Linked DNA regions of Mus musculus: all the other regions are linked to region 4. Evidence: chromatin contacts called from public Hi-C, HiChIP or PLAC-seq and Micro-C data. All regions are on one chromosome and are shown on one strand. Each heading gives the region's core, a stretch centred on a gene start, on an enhancer-like site or on the middle of the called end of the contact. The rest is flanking DNA. Distances are from core to core; before and after follow the strand shown.

Region 1 (3,209 bases), core at 699-3,198, 170 kb before region 4:
TCACCCATCTTGAGGGTTAATGCCAGTCTTAACCCACCTGGAAGTTGTCAGAGGAATTGTCCCCGACTCCTCTCTTCCACTCCAGCAGCTGCATAATTTCTTCTTGGAAATAAGCAGGCTATTATTAAGAGTGCCTTGCATCTGCTGACACAGCTGGGCCAGCCAGGTATGGGGCGGATGGTAACCACCAACCACGGGGACACATTAGAGGCACTCCCGAATCGCCAAACAAAACCCTAGCTCCTGAGGATCAAAGGCCAGCCTGCAGGAGCAGGTGAGCAGAACACCTGCCAGAGGTTGGCTACTTAGGCTCCTGCAGCATCCTGCCCGCCCGCCCGGGAGTTAGCAGACCTGAGACTGGCGGTGAAGGGGAGGCGAACCTACCCTCTGAGCATTCCTTCCTGCTGTGGTTCTCTCTCCCTCCTGGGCCGCACACCAGAACCTTGCAGGGCCCTTACCTAGCCAACCTCACTCTCAGGCATGCCTTTAGCAGGAGGCGCAGCGGCAAACTCCCATACACTCATTAGACTAAGTGGTGGAATAGCAGAGGGACACCACCCACCCCCCAAGCTAGTTTTTGGTTGGTTGGTTGGTTGGTTGGTTGGTTGGTTGGTTGGTTGGTCGGGGCGGGGTGGAGTTGTCGGATACAGACAGAAGTGGGAAGGAAAGTGCCAGAGACCAACTGCTGAGGCGTAAAAGGCAAAGGCGCCTGTTTGGAAAACTAGCACCTGCTTCATCCACTCCTTGGGTGTGGTCTGAACAGGAACTCCAGAAACTGCCCGCCAGGGTGATGGCCAGCAAGAGAGATATGCTTTCAAGAGGACTGAGTCGAGATCTTTCGCTCCAGGCCCTTGACCACAGGCTCTAAACTTCCTGCGGGCCCTGTGCCAGGCACACCCGGGCCCTCTCTCTCCAGATCTTCAGCGCCCCAATCACAAACAGCCGGGATCTCGAGTTAGATCTAGTTTAAAGAGCCCGCGGGCGGGAGCCAAGAGGACTGGCGAGGGAGCAGAAACTCACAAGGGAGAGGGTCTTGTTCTCACGTGGCCTGTTTTACAAACAGAAGGTTACCTGAGTAATTACTGAGGGAGAGGCCATGGAGGGTGGGAGGGGATGTGTTAGGCTTCAAAGCCTCTCAGATGCCGTCTGTTCCCTTTGAAGACGTCAGGGGGCGCCAGAGGCCAGGACAAGGATTTAACACCTGCCGCACAGGCTGCTGAGTCTTCTGACTTAGGGGCTTCCTGCAGGTGAGCTAGACAAGGCTAGCTCCCCGGGGCTAAGGTCGGAGTTTCCTGCTAGCCTCCCCAGAATGAGCCGCCCCGTATAATTAAAGTCATTCTCTTGTAAAAATTATCTAGTTATATAGACACCGAGAAAGAAAACTTTTCACAAAGAATATTGCTGGGTTTATTAACATGTAATTTTTTTTAAAGCAAGAGGTTAGTTTCAACGAATTCCATACTCTCATATTAAACGTGTAGCCTTAACTCTTCGGGTTAATCTGATTGTCTTTAAAAGTAGGTGGTCCTTGATGTACGGGCCGGAGTTTGGTTGGAGGACCAGCAGAATCAGGTTTCAGATTTACACCGATTCTTGCCATTTGTTTGAAATCCTCTGTCAAAAAAGGCAGGCCAGGTATTTAAAGAACCCAAATGTTATACAAGTCTGTGTATATATAATCCTCATATGTATATATAACTTATGATTTTTATTCATACCTCTACACAAAGTGAGATAAAGGGGTATATTGTAGTATTGCTTGTTCAAACAAGAGCTAAAAAAAAGCGTTGAAACCTGAGGTGTTCACGGTGCGCTGTCAAGAAGCAACTTGCTAAGTGCTTTATAATATCTCACGTCTTCACAGGAAAGAGCAAAGTGTCTGAGTGTGTGGTGTGCGTTGGGAGAACGCCGGGCGAAGTCTAAGACGCCTGCCTGCATTACCACTGGTTGCCACATGGTGGCGGGGTGGAAGAGGTCTTGCCTATTCTTTAGGCAGCATTAGTTGATAACCGCAGTGTAGTCTGACACGCTATAAGGCTTTCTATGAGTCCAACAACTACCACATACAATTTAAAAGAGCTTCTGCCAAGTAGTGTAAAGGAAAAAGAGGAAAAAGGATCCTCTGTTTTGATGCACAGAGATGCTACCTCCCAGAAGTGGGGCCTTGCTCACACTGCACATAGACTAGATTCTCATTAAAGCAATCCCAGTAACTGGTTTGAGGCAATTACTTCCTGTGGGCCTCACCTACTCAGAAATTAAAGCAGATGAGTTTCCTCGCCTCTCCAAAACTATAAATTCCAACAAATTCTCCTGTGAAAAGGATGCTATCCTGGGACATACTTCCCATTGGTTGGCGACTGTGCCTTTGTTAGAGGAAGGGTGGAAAAACTGGTGTGGAACAGAGTTGAGAGCAGGGAAAGAGTCACCTATGGGGGTCACGATTGGCCCTGTGAGTGCCACACAAGATGAGAACCCGTGTATTGCTTGGGGGATCCCCTTCACTTCTTTTCAGTAATGAGTTTGGAAGGGGAAAGAAGAGTTGGTATGGAGGGCAACGAGCAACGGGAGCAAGGGGTGACTCCAAAGCCACACCTCTGCCCTCAGAAACACCCTGCTAGCCACCGAGAACCCCCGGAGAGCATTTGAGAGACAGAGGGAGAGACAGAACCATGGCTCTGCTGCTGACAGCGCCTCTCTGCCCACCCTCCTCCCACAGGAAAAGACAGAGACACTCACCAAGGACCAAGAGGCGGACTCGAGACTTGGCGTTGACATCCTGGTCCGACATCAGTGACACGGAGCACTCGTAGGTGCCATTGTCGTCCATGGTCAGCTGGTCGATGGTGATAGAGGCATTTGACAACTCAGCATCGTTAGATACTCTCACTCGATTCTCATAACGGTTCCCATAGATGTATTTCTTTGTCACAAAATTCCAGGTGACCACTCTTTCCTGAGAGAAAGAGGAAATGTCTGTCAGGACCTGGTGTAGACCTGCCCTGACTCAATCTTCGTCCCCCAGAGCAAACCAACAACATGTCAAACAGAAGGGCAGTACCTGCTGGTAGATTCCTCTTGTTATCTAGCTAGATAACTTTAGACTTTTAAAGATTTGCTTTTGAGCTTTAGGGACTGGGGTTGTAGTTTAGCTGGTAGTACTTGCCTACCACACGTAAAGGCCTGGATTTGATCCCAGTGCCGTGTAA
Region 2 (3,382 bases), core at 773-3,272, 130 kb after region 4:
TCTAATAGGGTTAATGATACACTTTCATTAGCATGCGAAATGGAGGCACCTAGAGGGGAATCTCACAGACCAGAGCCCCACTGCGTTTCTGTGGGACCCTTCCCTCTGTGCTGTGGCCTCTTGCCTTTGCAAAATTGCTAGTGACTGAAAGTTCTCCTGAGGCAGGGCCATGCCATGCATCTCATTCTTAAAGCTCCTCGTCCTCATAGCAGCACTGAGGGGCAAGCAGGATTCCGCTCCAGTCAGGATTAGAAACCTGAGGCTCAAAGGCTTGCCACCCAGCCACCAGGCCAATAGCTTTGGACCAGACCTACAGCTTAACCTGACCTTGAAGTTTCCCTAGGTCCTAGGACAAGGCTTTCCAAGAAGGTCTGCAGAAGGGGGAACTTACATTGTAGAGCTGGTTGGGGTCCTGCAGGTTGGCAGCAGTCTCTGCACTCCTGCTGAACTGCAACAGAGCAGAGAGAATCAGAGCTCAGCACCACCTCCAAGGGGCCATCGGACTGGCTATAGTGCAGAGCTGCGTGTCAGCCCCTCCATGCCCGATGACAACAAACTCCCTTGTTGGCTCCCTGTGGCTAGCCCAAAGTGTAGCCGCTTCTTTCTGAACTCAGTTGTCCTTTCTCCTGCCTGCGACCTGACTAAAGTGCTTACAGCTTTAGTCTTCAGAGAAGTTAATCATCCCAAGTAAAGGCCTTGCCCCCCCCACACACCCCCACACACCCTGTGTGCAGGGGTTCCAGGCTCTCCGTCTGTGCCTGCCGGAATCCAGGAAACCCCTCCTGTTCCCCTTCCTCCAGGAACCCTGAGGGTAGACAGTGCCTACAAAAAGCTTCCTACTAAGTTGGCACATGGGCATCATTACTCACCCAGCTGTTTCCTGAGTGGGAAGCACCTTGCTTGCTTACTGTCCTGACTGTGTGCCCCGAGTCGCTATAACCACACATGTTACCTAAGCTGAGAGGAACTGCAGGATTTTCCAGAGTTGGTGCTAAGTGTAGTTTCCAAATTTAAAAAAAAATCATAAAGTAAGACTTCCTCAAATGAAATCTTATGCCTGAAAGGAAATGGGTTCTACTGCCCTGGGAAGATGAGATTTCTACCTTCCCAGGTGTGTCCTTTCCACAAACCCACGGCTTCAGGCACCAGGTGATGCCTGATGCTCTGTCCACCATTCTTATTTCCAGGATGGGAAAATCAAGAGTTGGAGAGAAAAGCTGTATGGCCTCCATTACAGCTCAACCGCAGGCCCTAAGAAGAGGCTGTCTTGTCTGTCTTTCACTTTCTTGTCCTAAACTGTTCAGTATAAGCCATCTGTTTCCCAGCAGAAGCCACATCCAGGCACTGGTACCGATCTTCAGTAATACACATAGCACTTGGATCATTGAGCTGCTCTGTCTGCCACAGATGGATACCCCGCCTTCTCTGCTCACCGGCTGTGCACGCTTGGTTGTATCCTGCCTTGCCCATGGACACCAAGCAGAGCACAGGCCTGAGACTCTCCAGTGCCAAATCCCCACCTCACATCCTCCCAGTGGAGGAACCTATACCCTCCCTCAAGAGCCCAGGGGAACCCACTTTTGCTCTCAGGTACAGGGCTGTGATGATGACTCCGTAGATGAAGAGGATTCCATCTAGCAAGTAGCAGAGTTTGGGATCCAGCAGACCAAAGCTCTGTGCCTCTGTGCCAAGAGAGAAAATTGGTTAGGCATGCTGGATCTGGCAAGAACACATCCCACCTACCCCAGGTCAATTCTGTGACAGATTGTAGTCATGTCACGGGCACTAGGTCCAGTCCTCATACTTCACACAGACCACAACCTACAACCTCTCTCACTGAGTCTGAAGAAACCCAGCCTGCAATGGCCAATGTAACCACATGTACCAGATGTAAAGAGTGCACCTATGCATACAATGTAACCACATGTACCAGATGTAACGAGTGCACCAATGCATACAATGTAACCACATGTACCAGATGTAATGAGTGAACCAATGCATACAATGTAACCACATGTACCAGATGTAAGGAGTGCACCTATATGCATACAATGTAACCACTTGTACCAGATGTAACGAGTGCACCTATGCATACAATGTAACCACATGTACCAGATGTAAGGAGTGCACCTATGCATACAATGTAACCAATGTACCAGATGTAAGGAGTGCACCTATATGCATACAATGTAACCACATGTACCAGATGTAACCACAGAGGCTGGGAAGAATGAGGGAGTATTAGGAAAAAATGAAACTGCTGTGCACAGAACTTCTGCTCTGGTGACATGGAAGCCCCGCTGTAAGTGAGCTCTTGCATAAACTATGACACTCTAAACCTCAGAAATGTACCTAGGTAACTAAGGCCTTTATACGGAGAGAGAGAGACTCTAGAGGTTACAAATGTAGGGCTCAGAAATTAGATAATTGGATAAAATCATCTCAATACCTAGTCATTATCAGTGAAGTCTAGGTATCGTGGTGCACATCAGTAGTCCCATCATTGAACAGGCAAGAGGGTTGTGAGTTCGAGGCCAGCCTGAGCTACATAAGTTCCAGGCAGACTACATGCTTCAGCTTAGAGCCTCTTCTACTTAGTCTCCTCACTCCAGAGTCACCCCTCCTGCCTTTCTGATGTTTATCGAATCACACTCAAAGCATGTATGGTTCTCAGTAGATAAGAAGGGCAGGGGGAGTGAGGAAAGGAAATACGTTAGTTAGATAGAAGGTAGCCTTCCTATTTGAAAGATCACACAAAGCAAGCAAACTGAGCATATTACTGATCCTGAACTCCCTCCTATTGGGTAAGTGTGGATCTGAGAACTGGCCCAGTATCACAAAACCCTCCCTCTGGCCCTGCCTGAGAACCACACAAGCAGAGTGGTCTTTAAGGCTTTCCAGCCTAACGCCAGTAGCAAGTGGCGCCCTCTGGTGGGCGCTGGCCAACAGTGGGTAAGGCAGATGGGTGCCAGTTAAGTTCCGGCAAGGTATCCTTCCAGCTGCCTCTTCTGCAAAACAGGTTGAAAGTCTTCAGTGTCTGTTCTGTGCAGTGTTTATGGCTGTGAGCGCAATCATTAAGGCCCCGCTAGATTGCCACCAGAAGCACACAGAGCAGGCAGGTAGTGACTATGCCAGAAACCTCTCATCTGCTCCCACATACAATAGAAGGCTGACTTAAATCTCACTCACTGTCCCCCATCACCATGTCCCTAAAGCCCTCTGTTCTCAGCTTTTAACTCCAACTCTCTCATCCAGGGTCCCTCCTGGCCCCAGGTCCCTGCTCAGAAACCAACTCAATCCCGCTCAAAGACACTTCAAAGTGTGGGACTCAGTGCAGCCCCACAAATGCTCTGCCTTTCCAGGCCAGACTGGAAAGAACTCA
Region 3 (3,562 bases), core at 779-3,278, 200 kb after region 4:
CAGAAGTAACAAGAAGCTGACGGTTGGCCGACAGACGTGTTCCGTGGCAGACAGACATGTTCCGTGGCAGACAGAGGTGTTCCGTGGCACCCAGCAGCTCCCTGCCTCCTCTGGCCCTCGAAATGCTCTTGTTAGACTTGGTGGACTGATTAATTAGTTCAACATTGGCTTAGTCCCCTGTGTCTGGGCTTTCTCAAAGAATTGTAAATGGGAAAGGCTTAGGCCTTTTTGGTTTGGGGTGGAAAAGACCACAGGCTTTGTGCCCTCTGGGTGGGGTTTTGTTTACTGCCAACCGTTTGTTTCTCTCCCTAACTTGCCTTAGCTTTACTTGAGCTTCAAAGCCTGCAGCGCAGGGACCAGGACCAGTGAGGTGCAGACAGAGGTGGCGAGAGAAGTTCAACATTCGCCTCCCTCCATCTTTTGAGAGCCTACGGTCATGAGTCCAGAGCTCCTGCCTGCAGTGGCTGCTCCTCTAGTCAGTGAACCTCTCTGGCTGTGAAAATGTTTCTCACTTGCCTATGAGTGAGGGCTTCTGGGGCTCCCTCAGGGGCAATTACCCTACAGCACTGTGTGAGTCACACCTGCCCAGCCCTTTCTGAGAAAAGCACTGTGCTAGGTCAGAAAAGCCCATTCCTGAGCCCTCAGAACCCCATGACGCTAGCCCAGGACTGTGCAGTTTCCTGGTGGTAACAATCATGTGTTGGCCATTCCTGCCTTGTCACCCGACAAACTGTCACCCTCAGGAGAGCTCTAAATTGGAGGAAGGGTACCCCTTACAGCTACCATCCTTGTCTTTCTAGATTCAAATACAGATTGTCCCATTTCTTGTAAAACGGCCATGACACCAATCTTGTGAGTGGTGTCTTTTGTCTTCTGTTCCCTCGCTTCCACCCCGACTGCTGAACTAGGAAGCACACTAAGGCTACCGCATGCCAAATGCCAGGCATTGGAGGGATGCAGTGGGCTCTGGCGCAAGTTGTCTTCTGGGCTGGTTGTGACTCGTGATGGTCACGTATTAACACATATTCTTCAACCTGTTGCTAGCATTTCTGTCCGTGTCTCTGGCTGCTTGGCTCAGATAGAGAGCCATGTGAGTATATCACAGAGAATCAGTATGTCATAGGGTAGCTGGTGGCTGTGATGTGGGGGACAGCCTTGACAGGGTGAGCTTAGACTTAAATGCTCTGGGCCAGAAGGTGGCAATGCGCCTTGCAAAAGGCTGCAAATATGGATGCCTACTCCGTACGCCTCCCTCCCTCCCTGCCTCAAGTTCTCTTGTAGGGGCTCGGCCTCTACCAGATGTTTCAGGATACTCAGGGTCACAGGCCATGACCCTTTCTGACTGACCATGGCAATGTCCTTTATTGGCAAAGGAGGAAAGAACGGGGCTGAGCGGCAATGCCAACCAGAGAGGGGCGGAAGGAGTCATGATATCTGGAAACCAGAGTAGAGGAGCGAGGCCTAGCTGGCTGGTGTTTCGGATCCTGTGCCGCTTCTCCCGTCCGCGCAGAGCTGTCTCAGTTGCTGACTCGCTGCGTTTCTCCTTGCCCTTTCCCTCCACAGTCTTTTTCTTTTGCCTTTATCATTAGACAATCTACAACTGTGTTTTCAAACAGCTGGCCCCCAACCGATAACCAGCTTGGCTGTCACAGAGCAGACGCCTGGGTGGGACCCAAGCCCACACTGCCGCTGCCCACTCTGCCCGTTGACTTTGGGAAGACAAGCTTTAAAAGAAGCACCAGGTCCTTGGCACCCCTCCGCTGCCCCTCAGACACACGGAGAGGCTCTAAAAGGGTCGAGCCGCGGGAAACAGAGCCCTTACCTGCTCCTGGGAACCGCACGTGGAGGATGCAGGCGAGAACAGACACTTTCCACTTCATCTTCTGCTTCCCTGGGATGGTACCCAGAGGCAGAGGCAGAGGCAGCTATGCCTGGGAGGATGAGGAGAAAAGGAGGCGCTGATGGAGTCTCTGCTGGCTTTGTTCTGTGGCTGACACCCCAGGAAGTGGAGGACTGTGGGCCTTTGAGACAGCACCTGCCAGCAAGACACCCTCTCACTCCCCCTCTCGATTCATAGGCAGGAAGTTCTGAAGGTTTGGAGGTTTGGGGTGTAAGAATGTGCATCCGTCTGAATTTTGCTTTTTCTTCAATTTGACTGTAGTTTAATGTACTTTTTTATTATTTTAATTCTTTACTAATTTGTACGTGACTCTCAATTGCTGAAGTCAGACCCTAGGCATATATCTAAGTTGCTGTGTGGCCTTGAAGCATCTCCAGACGTCAGCTTCTTTATCTGAAGCACAAAGAAAGGAGGATATTTGAGGTATAGTTCTGAACTTGGCCTCAATTCAGACCATAAATAGTGTGAAATACTATAGCTTACATTGTTTTCAAAATTCTTTTCCCTGAGACAAATCTCACTATTTAATCCAGGCTGGTCTTGAACTCACAATTTTCCCTCCTCAGCTTTCCACAGGTCAAGATTACAGTATGTGCCACCAAACCGAGGTCACATGCTTCCTCTAATTGTCAACTTTTCACCCTTGGGGTCATTTACAGTAAGAAAACGATAAAAGTCAGGCCTAGATTGCCTGCCTGTAAATCGTATCACTCATGTGGCAAAGGCAGGAGGAGTGTGAGTTTGAGGTCACACTGGACTAACAGTGAATACCTGGCCAACTTGAGCTGTGTAGCAAGACTGCCTCAAAACAAAATAAAAAATAAAACTGAGAAATAAGCATAACGGAGAGTTGTAGGTGAGTGTACACAAGCTTTGAGACGGGACAGAGACCCGGAAAGGATCATGTGGATGGGAGGGTGCCTCTGGTTTCTTTGATTTAAAAAAGAAAGTCAAGAAGTCCACAGTTACTTTTCAGTCTACCAGCCTTCTAAATGGAAAGACAATATTATCAAATCTGGAGGCAGAGAGCTGGTTCAGGTAGTTTCTGCCAAGCCTGACAGTCTGAATTCCATCTTCAGAGCCCACATGGTAGATGGGAAGCCATTCTTGTAAGATGTCCTCTGAGCTACACACACACACACACACACACACACACACACACGCACACACATAAACCACACACATACATACACCATACACACATATACCACACACATGGCATACATACACATATATACCACACATACATACACACACATCATACACACATATACTATACACATACATACCACAAATACATACACATACACACACCATACACAAATATACCTCACACATACATACACCATACACACATATACCACACACATAACATACATACATGTACATAGCACATATACATACACACACCACACACATACATACACCATATACACATATATACATACACATACACACCACACATACATACATGCACCATACACACATACATATACCACACACACATATACCACACACACATATACCACACACATACATACATATATCGATATATACATACACGTACACACCACATATACATACATATATACACACTATACAAATACACATATACAAATACCATACATATGTACACCACACACAGACACACCACACATACAT
Region 4 (3,315 bases), core at 452-2,951:
TTGTGATTTTATTAAATGACAGTCATCATTTTAAATCACAAGATAGTTAAGGAGGGATTTTTGCCATTCCTGTTTCAATACACGGGTCACAAATAAATGATTATAAGCTGTTTAAGCTGGTAGAGAACTGTGCATTTCTTCATCGGTGTTTCCTAGGTACCTGTAAGCTTGCTGTCAATTTTTGTGTTCCTGTACAAATTCCTTTTAAAAAGCAAACTTCCTCCATGTTTTGCTATTTAGTTTTTGCTTTGTTTATAAATACCTTTAATACACTTTTGCCATGTCCTGCTGTTTGTCTTTTGCTTACTTTATTGCCTTCTCTAGAGTTCTTTACCATTATTTTCATAGAGATTTGTGTAGTTTAGATCTTTTGCTTTGGATACTCTTGATTCTGTATGAAATTGTTCCAGGAAGTTTTTACCTAGGAGGTAGCAGTTAGCCTAACTCTTGTTTCACTATTTATCTCTCATTGGATGATGTCAAGCAGTAACCTAACAAAACATTTGTTATAACTTGTTTGTGTTATTGCACACAACTCCAAATTGTCTGGGATGGGGGTAGTTGAAATAACCAAGTATTTTGCTTTAAAAGCAAGGAATCAGAAATGTTTATTTTAGTTACTACTGATTTGTACATAGTGATGTCAGTAAAAAGTCACTTAAGCAGATAAAGTAGTTATGCTATTTAAAAGAATGTGAAGGCAACCTTTGTTATAGTAAGTTGACAACATGAATTTTTGCTTGGTTAATCGACATACAACTTCAGTTATTAGCTTAAGGTAGACTGAGTCTGGATAATAGAAAATCATGTTATGTAATGATATCTGTGTATTTAGTTGTTTAATAATGGTAGCCATATTCCTTTATGCTTAAAAGTTTCTTTGTTTTTAAAACTTATATCAATTAAAACATTAATGTTAGCACCATATTTAAGATTATATGTAATTTTTATTTTCTGCACACTAGAATCTTCCCCCTCCCTCTCTTTTAAAGACAGGCTATTACTATGTAAGTCTGGCTGTCCTCGAACTCAGTATAGAGACCAGGCTGGCCTTGAACTCACAGAGATCCACCTACCTGCCTCTGTTCCCCAAAGTGCTGGGATTAAAGGTGTGCACCACCATGCCTAGCTTAGTTTTGTTAAGTTCTTTAGTCCCCTGAAAGTATTCCTGGCATATAAAATGAAGCAAAGTGTTCGTTTTATGCCTCATTTTGCATATAGGCTAGCTCATGTGATAATGTGTACATATTTACTATTTTCTCTGGGGAGTTGTAAGATTGACTGCCTTCTTTATGACATGCCTCATGTGTTTGTATCCTAACCACTACAAACATGTTAAGCTAGTAGATAGCTATCTCAGCAGTCACAACACAATAGTTTTTTGTTCTGCCGTGCATATCTATGCATAGCTGATGGTTAGAATCACCTGCTCAGAGCATGTTTGTGCATGTTCTTTATAGTATTGCCAGTTTCCTTCTCATTCTTTCTGTGAGAATCCTAAGTATAGAGCACTTCAGAGAGCTTAAAATCCTCTCTGAATAGGGTAGGAACAGTGTGAGAATCTTTGCCACTAAAGGATAGACATAAAAGGAAGACACAGATCATTGTGGTGAGGAATCTGCACATGGTTTTGTTGGGTCCTCTATGTTAAGCCTTTTAAAAGGCTGCAATGCTTTGGCCCAAACTATAGTCTTATCTGAAGGTTCAGATGGGAGGGAGCTTGCCGAGCTTGCTCACATGATTGTTGATGGATGGAGTTCTCCTTACTGTTGCACTTAAGACCTCAGTTTCTTCTTATCTAGTACTTGGTTGATCAGAAACTGCCCTCCCTCCCTTCCTTTGTGGTTTCTACAGCTTTCTTCCTTAGAGTAGGCCTTGAAGGAGCCAAAGAGAATGCTAGCAAGGAAAGAACGTTAGCAAGATTGAAACCATTGTCTTGTAACTGAGTCAAGGTAGGTTAGGAAGACTCAACTCCTTCTAAGAGGACATTTCCCTCTCAGATGGTATTTGGGTGAGGACTAAGTACTGGGTGACATTTTTCTGAGAACAAGACTTAATTTTTTGGTTAGTCTTCATAGCTAGCACCCCTCAACGTACATATATATTTTTGATGACAAAAATTGTCAGGCACAGATATTTCAACTACTTGATTGACAGTTGTCAGACCTTTCTTTCTCCCACACTGACCTACTTGTGGCCTTTATCTCTGTTAGAGAAGGCTGAGTCCAAAATACAAAGAGCCAGCAACTCAGCCTTCGCTGTCATAGTCAGTAGCAGTGAGCAGTGCAGGAGAGAGATAGTAGAAGGCTGGGGCGTGGAGCGTGAACAGCTGAGATTAAAGAGGGTAAAGGACAGCAGAGAGTGGGGTGTTTGAAAAGGTGCAAGCTCTGTCTAACTGCTGGCAGAATTCCAGAACACTTCTAAGAGCTCTGGCTTCTTAGGATCCATAATAATAAGAGCTAAGGGTCCAAACACTTGAAGCTTGGAAGTGTAACACTAGTCCTTCAGTACTAGGCCACAAGAACTTAAAAGTGCAGAGGTGTCACACTGAAAGCAGACCGTCTGGATATCCAAGGCTCAAGAGTTACTAACATTAAACAAGTGTTACTTTGCTTCTGCATTCTTTTCATCTATCAAAGAATCCTCACTTGATCATTAACATAATTTCCTAAGTAGTATGTTCCCTTCTGCCATGTTATTAGAAGCATATTACTTGATCCATTTCACACTCAAGAGCAAGCAGTAATACTTGGAGTCAGGTATCAGTGGAGGCCATTTTAGAAATCTACCAACACCTTGCAGTAATTTTTAGGATCCTAAAAGGGTCCTGAAACCCAAAAATTAGTTGTTTTCAAGCTGAAGAGTTGGCAGGTCGGTTAAGAAAACTTGCTGCTCTTATAGAGGATCTTGGTTCAATTCCCAGCACTTACATGGCTGCTCAAGCATCTGTAACTCTAGTTCTAGTTGATCCACTGGCTTCTCTGACTTCCCAGGGTACCAGGTACACATGGGGTACACATAGAAGCAAATCCATGCTTAACACATAAGTAACAAAATAAATAAGTCTAAAAATTGTTTAAAGTTGTTCTCTAGGGCTTGGTTTGGGGCCTTGGAAACTTGCATGTGGGGTAGGGGTGTGAAGTTGACATGAGAGTCTCCCCTTTATGGACTTCATTTTCTCAAAGGAAAGATCTTAATAGTACCGTGACTGTCGCATAGCAACATCTTCTATGTAGTAGCACAAGCGTAAAGAGTGATGAGGGTTAGCAAAGCAAACGCCGCTGAGGCTTCTGTTACAGTCTTCAAAGTGCCATG

The links. A called contact is a pair of places that touch in the nucleus more often than the background predicts. HiChIP or PLAC-seq counts read pairs in DNA pulled down with a chosen protein or histone mark.
Region 1: a Micro-C map of the G1E-ER4 cell line shows a contact between it and region 4, with 7 times the contacts expected there. The contact joins two enhancer-like sites. A contact is called at or near these places in 17 of 39 promoter capture datasets (the 3T3-L1 cell line, 3T3-L1-derived adipocytes, the HPC-7 cell line and 12 more), 4 of 15 datasets of contacts at CTCF or cohesin (the NIH/3T3 cell line, hippocampal excitatory neurons, large pre-B cells and 1 more), 57 of 484 Hi-C or Micro-C datasets (the AML12 cell line, B cells, the C2C12 cell line and 37 more) and 14 of 115 datasets of contacts at active chromatin or transcription factors (the HPC-7 cell line, craniofacial prominence, embryonic basal ganglia and 7 more).
Region 2: an H3K27ac HiChIP or PLAC-seq map of the HPC-7 cell line shows a contact between it and region 4, with 7 times the contacts expected there. The contact joins two enhancer-like sites. A contact is called at or near these places in 17 of 39 promoter capture datasets (the 3T3-L1 cell line, 3T3-L1-derived adipocytes, the C10 cell line and 12 more), 1 of 15 datasets of contacts at CTCF or cohesin (large pre-B cells), 35 of 484 Hi-C or Micro-C datasets (the 63-12 cell line, the AML12 cell line, B cells and 22 more), 14 of 115 datasets of contacts at active chromatin or transcription factors (the 230-238 cell line, DN3 thymocytes, the HPC-7 cell line and 10 more) and 3 of 9 other capture datasets (adipose tissue, liver and pancreatic islet).
Region 3: a contact with region 4 is called in a Hi-C map of Th1 cells, with 4 times the contacts expected there. The contact joins the promoter of Cd247 here to the enhancer-like site in region 4. A contact is called at or near these places in 19 of 39 promoter capture datasets (the 3T3-L1 cell line, 3T3-L1-derived adipocytes, the C10 cell line and 14 more), 5 of 15 datasets of contacts at CTCF or cohesin (CD8 T cells, the NIH/3T3 cell line, large pre-B cells and 1 more), 105 of 484 Hi-C or Micro-C datasets (3T3-L1-derived adipocytes, the AML12 cell line, B cells and 62 more), 24 of 115 datasets of contacts at active chromatin or transcription factors (the 230-238 cell line, CD4 T cells, CD8 T cells and 21 more) and 4 of 9 other capture datasets (adipose tissue, embryonic stem cells, liver and 1 more).

Annotation. Positions count from the first base shown.
Region 1 is chr1:166,152,315-166,155,523 of GRCm38.p6, reverse strand. It overlaps Gpa33 (glycoprotein A33 (transmembrane)), which reads right to left. Exons shown (of 7, transcript NM_021610.2): 3 at 2,740-2,956. Among named protein-coding and RNA genes, the nearest start is that of Gpa33, 24 kb to the right of the region's middle. Within about 2 kb of position 1,948, at least 31 of the 459 cell types and tissues checked have an H3K27ac peak or open chromatin away from gene starts, as enhancers often do. A contact at or near this core is called in the G1E-ER4 cell line and regulatory T cells, where this site is marked.
Region 2 is chr1:165,853,466-165,856,847 of GRCm38.p6, reverse strand. It overlaps Cd247 (CD247 antigen), which reads right to left. Exons shown (of 8, transcript NM_001113391.2): 2 at 1,579-1,682; 3 at 392-448. Among named protein-coding and RNA genes, the nearest start is that of Gm32999, 6.0 kb to the right of the region's middle. Within about 2 kb of position 2,022, at least 29 of the 459 cell types and tissues checked have an H3K27ac peak or open chromatin away from gene starts, as enhancers often do. A contact at or near this core is called in CD8 T cells, the G1E-ER4 cell line, the HPC-7 cell line and 2 more, where this site is marked.
Region 3 is chr1:165,787,147-165,790,708 of GRCm38.p6, reverse strand. Cd247 (CD247 antigen) reads right to left here and starts at 2,028. Exons shown (of 8, transcript NM_001113391.2): 1 at 1,823-2,028. The coding sequence starts at 1,880.
Region 4 is chr1:165,984,382-165,987,696 of GRCm38.p6, reverse strand. The region is part of intron 1 of Pou2f1 (POU domain, class 2, transcription factor 1); the gene reads left to right. Among named protein-coding and RNA genes, the nearest start is that of Pou2f1, 17 kb to the left of the region's middle. Within about 2 kb of position 1,701, at least 50 of the 459 cell types and tissues checked have an H3K27ac peak or open chromatin away from gene starts, as enhancers often do. A contact at or near this core is called in CD8 T cells, the G1E-ER4 cell line, the HPC-7 cell line and 10 more, where this site is marked.